Regions from separate parts of the Anas platyrhynchos genome. Here region 2 is linked to region 1. The links are chromatin contacts, called in public Hi-C maps. All regions are on one chromosome and are shown on one strand. The core of a region is the stretch at or near the end of the contact, and the rest is flanking DNA. Distances in the headings are between cores, read along the strand shown.

The links. Hi-C and Micro-C count contacts between places; a contact is called where the count stands out from the background.
Region 2: a contact with region 1 is called in a Hi-C map of F1 follicle, with 5 times the contacts expected there. The contact joins two enhancer-like sites. A contact is called at or near these places in 5 of 8 Hi-C or Micro-C datasets (F1 follicle, liver, skeletal muscle and 1 more).

The regions. Positions count from the first base shown.
Region 1 is chr1:131,483,234-131,486,605 of IASCAAS_PekinDuck_T2T, forward strand. WWC3 (WWC family member 3) reads right to left here. Exons shown (of 23, transcript XM_038173030.2): 11 at 2,423-2,997. Among named protein-coding and RNA genes, the nearest start is that of CLCN4, 23 kb to the left of the region's middle. Within about 2 kb of position 1,823, at least 1 of the 8 cell types and tissues checked has an H3K27ac peak or open chromatin away from gene starts, as enhancers often do.
Region 2 is chr1:131,576,931-131,580,302 of IASCAAS_PekinDuck_T2T, forward strand. All of the region lies in intron 1 of LOC119715652 (a long non-coding RNA gene), which reads right to left. Among named protein-coding and RNA genes, the nearest start is that of WWC3, 17 kb to the left of the region's middle. Within about 2 kb of position 1,736, at least 1 of the 8 cell types and tissues checked has an H3K27ac peak or open chromatin away from gene starts, as enhancers often do.

The sequences.
Region 1 (3,372 bases), core at 573-3,072:
AAAACAAGAAAACAGCAGATCAGCAAGTGAACATCAGAAATACAGTTCCTGGAGAACTCTTGAACATGCTTGAGTACTACTTCGGTGCAAGGTATATGTAATGTACTGAGCATTACCCTTGGGACCCTCAGAAATTGCAAAATTGCCTATTTTATTTGATAGAGGAACTGGTGAAAAATTTGTCTGAGATGACACTTACTGTTTTTCCAGTGTTGCATTATGCTACCAGACCATAGGGTGGCAGCAACAAAGCATACAGCATAGTAATTTAGTGAAAACCAAAACCCCCCAAAATACCTGGGGGTTCACAAAGTGGCGTATGAGTTTGATGCTTCATCAAATTTTTCAACAGTAGAAAACCAAAGTAACTTTGAAACGTTCAACTGGTACTTGCAAACAATTACTTTATAACTGCAAGCCCACCAACTAGGGAACACCAAGCTCAAAGTAGTCATAATTCCTGCCAAAAAACAGAATGGTTGAATGGATTTTTCCTAAGCAATTGTTTTAAAAACCAAATATTTAAAAAAGAGAACCTCCAAAAAGACCAACTGGCTACCTTTCAATCACACACTCAAAAAGCAACAGAAAGCACTCTATGTTGTACGCAGAGAAAAGTTGTAAACCCTGAACTAGGAGCTGAACCTGGACACCACAGTAGTGACAAAGAAGTATCACAGGCATGTTTAGAAAAACCTGAAATGCACAGGAACATTACAGAAAATAGAGAAAAGGAGAACAGAAAGAGGACCTTGACCCTTATCCTATTGCTCCCAAGGCCCACAGATCAGGCCTTCACTTCTAGGAAACACACATGAGCTATAAATGAACTACTAACATAGTTTTCACTTACCACAATGGGTGAAGACATGCTGTGGTCTGATCTGAGGTTTAAAGAAAGCCTCAGGAAGCCTCTCCACGGCACTAATTTAAGCACAAACTTACATGCTGGTCTCTGGAATTCTGTTTATTTTGGTCAGAATACTGCAATATGGGACCAAGACGTGTTTATGTCTAGTAAATGTGAATTCTGCAGCAGTATCTTCTGGCAGTGTTAGTTGCGTTAAGGAAAATAGGTAAGTCTACGCTCGAATGCTGCTTGAACAATACAGGCTTGTTAGCACGGCAGGGACATTTTTCTTTTTAAAAATAGCTGAAACTTTTTCCTTATGTACTGTCAATGTTCCTTTTCATTATCTCTTGACAAACAAGATGTAGTAGAACGATATATTCCCTGCTTATATTTCATATTAACCCTGATACTCCAATCCCTGAGTGTAGTATTATGTGCATTTGCTAACACAAAATTACAGATACAGACATAGGATGTGAATTACAACATTCAATATTAAAATATCCTATAAAAGCCTTTCTCTACTGTAATGGTTCTATTAGAAATGCAAGTATGCCAACATAAAAAAAAAATATTACAAGGAAAGAGTATTCCTTTTCATTTTACATCAGCTCTTTCTTCAACTGATTGATTAAAACAGGAAAATACTTTTATTATTATTTTTTAAGGTTTCTGTTTCCACTTTTGATCTCTCATATTCAAGATTCCAACACACTCTTATCTACAGAGCCTCAGAAGCTTCCACCACTGCAAGCTGAAATAAGTCCATCCACTTCACATTGAAGCACAAAAAGAAAACTAACGGTGTGTGCTGTGGTTAACTGAGGCAGCTCCTCTGCGATCACCGAGAACAGGTTCAGAGATGATGAAAACAAAAACAAATCACTCAAGTGGATGCCTAGCTCCTCACATACCCACAGCAAAAAATGCTTCTCAGTTACTGAAGCACTGACTCATGAGCGTAGCCCATCATGAACTCAACACTGCCGTGCCACTGTGGTTTCTGCTCCATCGCACAGCTCACTGACGCGAATCTGGTATCAGGGTGGGTGTGAATCCAGCACAGAGCCAAACAGCCTTCAAGCACTATCACAGCTGCATCATCACCTTCTGCCCACCCCAGCACATTTTCATTTATTTAATGAAACCCATCAACTGGTTTTGCATTGCTTGAAATTAACAGAATAATGGCAACATGAGCAGAAACAAGGCCTCACAAGTGATTAAACCGTGTGCGGTTTTACCAATTCCTGACCAAGACCAACAGAAAGTTCATTTTCCATTCCCTTTCTTCTGTCCAATTCACCACTGCTTTAAAATCTATTTGCAAAGACTTCTCTACTCTCACCTCTGCCCTACATCAAAACTTTTTTTGTTGGTTTTGTTTCATTTTAGGGGACATCAAAGGAGGTTCACATCTTCTTTTTAAACATTTAACATCCACCATGCAATTTTTAACTGATGTAAGTAAAACGAAACTGAGAAACAATCTCTACTGTGGTGGTACCATTAGATTTGTGTGCTATCTTCTATGACAAAGTGACAAAAGAATCACGTCCAGCAACTCACCTCCGCTAGGCTGCACAGCAGTCAGCTGTGGGCCCATTTCTCGCACTCCTTCGCTGTCCACAGCGTAAGCAGATATCTGAGATGAACTTGTTCCTTGCGTATCATCGTCACCCAGCGCTGCAGACTGAGCCCTGAGCATTTCCAGGGCTCCTATGCTTGCCATCTCCTCAAAACCTTCTGACATCTGAGCCAGCGGAGAATCTCGAGAAGCGGAGAGAAATGGGGTGTCCAGAGGCGAGCTCGGAGGGGACAACGATGACAAGGAGGACCGTGATGACAGGGATGCCAGGGACTGCGGAGTATCCAGAGACCTCCGCTGCTTATTGAAATTCGAGTGTCCGATGGGATCAACATATGGCACGTCCTTCGTCAGAGACTCAAAGGGAATGATGTCAAAGCGCAAATGCTGCCCGTAGTCTGTAACGCTGTCCGACTTGTCGTACTGCGGGAGGCCGTAGATGTCCGTGAAGCTGACCGAGCTGAGGGAGCCTCTGCTGGAGGCCAGGGAACCTCGGCTGGAGGCCAGGGAACCCCTGCTGCTGCCAGAGGACATTGTGAGGGTGCTTGCTGAGAGACTAAGGGAGGCAAAAGGAAAAGGAAACAAAAAAAGGTCCATTCGAATACTGTCAGAAACACCAGTGTGGACATAAAACATCAACCCAGTTAACATAAGCAGTTTTACATTCATTCAGCACATGACACTGAGAAATGTTTTGGCAGTTTAGGGTCTAACTCATGTTTCTTGCCCTAGTCTCAAGCACAGACGTGACTGGAACAGTGCAAGTGACAACCAAATCAGGGCCACGTGCCTGAAGACAAAGAGAGCAACAGGACAGGTCTATTCCTTCCTCCAACTTGCAACCAGCCATAATGCAGCAGAAAAGAGGAGAGAGGAGGGTTTGGATCAGTGGACCCAATATAAAGCCAGGAATAGTAGATTACCATGATCC
Region 2 (3,372 bases), core at 486-2,985, 94 kb after region 1:
GGTGTCATCTGCGAACTTACTGAGGGTGCACTCGATGCCCTCATCCAGATCATCAATAAAGATATTAAAGAGGACTGGCCCCAATACTGAGCCCTGGGGGACGCCACTGGTGGCCAGCCTCCATCTGGATTTGACTCCATTCACCACAACTCTTTGGGCCCGGCTACCCAGGCAGTTTCTAACCCAACGAAGCATACGCTAGTCCAAGCCATGAGAAGCCAGACCTGCACTTCTAGGCTTCTTTCCTGGTATAAGAAATTCAAACCTTGGAAATGTTATATTTGATTTTGCCCTGTGATAGGTACATAGCAGTACCTTCTCTTGTAATATGGAAACATATGTTTTTCAGGTAATGCTAACATGCTTTTACCATGCCATAGTTAGTATCATGCAGCACAGAACAGAGTAAGCACCCTAGGAGGTCTCCAACTCAATGCAGCGTGCCAGTATTGCATGGTTCAACAAGATTTATGGTCTCAGTCCTGTATAACTGGAGTCAGCTGAATTTCTGAAAATGATTTTCTAGAAACAGTAGAACTTTATAGTCAGTACAGTATGACAAAATTTATTGATAGGTCAGAAACATTCTGCATTGTCAGGGGAATCTTTGCTCTCCTTCTAAATTTGATCTCAAGAAACACTTTGTAAACATTGATAATAGTGATATATATATATATATATATATATATTTATGTTCAAAGGAAAAAAATACTGTTCAAGTCTTCAAAGTTTGTTGAACTATTTATTATTGTAGTGGAAAAAATATACTGAGTAAACATCACTAATATACCCTGCACCATATGCTGCAAATATTCAATGAAATTACACAAGGATTTTAAAAAAAAAAAAAGTACCTGCAAATAGATGAGTTAAATGACTAAATGACTGAATTTACAAGAAAAAGGCCTAGAGGGATGTAGAAGGTTTATCACGTATATCCCTCACTGAGATCAATTTTCCAGCACCTAAGCCATGAATATCCTGAGAAACACTTAAGAAACTTCCTCCTGGACACCCCCAGTGCTGCAGCTGTGTGCTGTCTCACCTTGCCCTGTTCATGGTATGCTCAGGGGGTGAGGGTACAATAATTCACCTGAAAAAATGCCTCTCTCTGACCTTACAGTCTGGTCTCTGTCTACTGTAGTTGCAGGCAGTGGGAGGAGGCAGACTTTTGAGGAAAATGATTAGGAGCTGGGCTTCCAGATTAGGCTCTTTCTATGAATTACAATGAGAAGTGCTCTGTCTCTTGTTATCCAGAGGAAGGCCTGGGCAACTGAACTCCTTTGAAGTGTGTGCACGTGCGTATGCGTGCGTGCATCTCTCCCTCTTCTTCTCCATCTGGTCCAAAGAAAGAGCCCCTTTCTTTCCCATGCAGACCATCTTCAAGGCCTGAAAAGGGAGAAAGAAACCGCCATAAAGGCATTTATTTGATCTCAGTGGTGCATGCTGGAAATTTAGTGCTTTATTAAAACGCCGGTTTAGCTGCCAGAGTACTAACGCGGAAGCTTAAATACACCTTCCTTCATGCAAGTCTTCGTTGCTGAGGCATAAATGAAGGCGTAGAAATTAAAATGCTGTGTTCTAGGAGAAATCTGTCTCCCGAAGAGCCGTTTAGGGCCAGGCTGGGGGCTTTTCTCTATCGCTCAGCCTCCCTCCGCGGGCCCCCGTGGGGAGCAGAGAGGAGCGGGGCTCCTTGTTCCTGGAGGGGAGCGCGGCTTGGCTCTGCTGCCCTCTGCTGCCTCTTGTACAGCACGGCCCGGCACACCTCAGCACATTGCAGCCCAACACACCACAGCACGGCACAGCACAGCATGCCACGCCACACAGCACCACACCACGGCCTAGCACACCCCACCCTACCCCTCCACAGCATCACCCCATCCAGACCCCAGCTCTGCTACAGCATCGGCATAAGCTCCCAAATTATCTTTACTAAAAACCTAACTACGTGTCACATTAAATGTATTTATATATCTTTTTAAATGACAAGTCTTGTTTTGTTTTGCAGCCCTTTGAGCAAAACAACCCTTCTGAGCCTTCAAACTCCCTTCTTCATGAGTTATGAATGCCATAAAGCCGTGCCTGCCCTGCATCCCAAAGATGCTGTTATTGTGCCAGGTCTTCAAATCCTTCTGAAATTTTCCACAGTTGCCACATACGTAGCAGTAGCCATGAAGTTAGACAGATGAGGAAAGAGCAGTGAACTCTCAAAGCCCTTAAAGCTGGTGATTGGCAGTAAATATGCAGGTATGGACATCACCTGGCCCTTTATATATAGCACAAGGCTCATTGCAGAGCATGTCAGGGCCTCTTGAGGATTTCAGAGGCTTTTTTATTGGCAACTGAATGCTTGCAGCACCCTGGATGACTTCACAGCAATGCAGCACACCCCTTGTTTCAGCCCTGCTACAGACTGGGTGTATTTGGTGCATATTTGGGGTGACTCTTCTGATTTAGCCTTTTCAAAAATTAAGCAAGTTCACACTTACCAAAACCTCTCTGCAATGCAAAACAGTGTTGTTTATCATATGCAATGTATGTGACTTTGTATTGACCTGCATATTTAAAATAAAGTTTGCCATGTTCAGAATATGTCAGGGTAATTACTCATGCATGTTGGTGCCCATCTGCTGAACTCCCAGCTAGTTTTCTTGCTGAGTCATTTGCAGGCGTGTACCCTCTCTCACAGGTTCGGTCAAAGGCAAGAAAATGGAGGGCTAAAGCTACTTATTTTTTGTAGTATTATAAAGACTGGGGTTGTGACTTGGCTGCAAAAAGAAGCTAGGCAGGTGCAACGGGCTCACAACCATACTGTCTGAGGTTCCTTGTGCTAAACAATCCTCATGTCAGCTATATCTTGGATTTTTCATAATCAATCAATAACAATATATTACTGCCAAAGACAATTTAATGAGATGCTGAGTCTGAAATGTCACCATCCATTAACTGTAATGATGTAAAGGCATTCAGTCTTTTATTGTTCTTACATGCTCACAGTATCTGACTGGAATTTAGTGAGGTCAAGCTAACATGAGGACGGGCTACAAGATACTGTACTGCAGGAGGTAGGAGGCACAACACTCTACTAGAGTACACCCAAAGCTGAATTCTCCTCCCAGTTATATAGATGTAACACCTGTGTTGCAAATGACAGAATCTGCTTACCCACGGTGTAGATATATTCAAACATGTCACGTGAAGAACTTTGATAAAAGTAATAGATAGGAAGCTAAATTTTTTTAAGGCCTAAAAACAAAATAGTGTGAGGTGCCATTCCATCCTCTGCCAACCACAGGTACCCTTCACTTTGATGTCCTATTTTCAGAGATTTCATGAACCTTCTGCTTTAAGGATACAGTTTGAAACTGACTA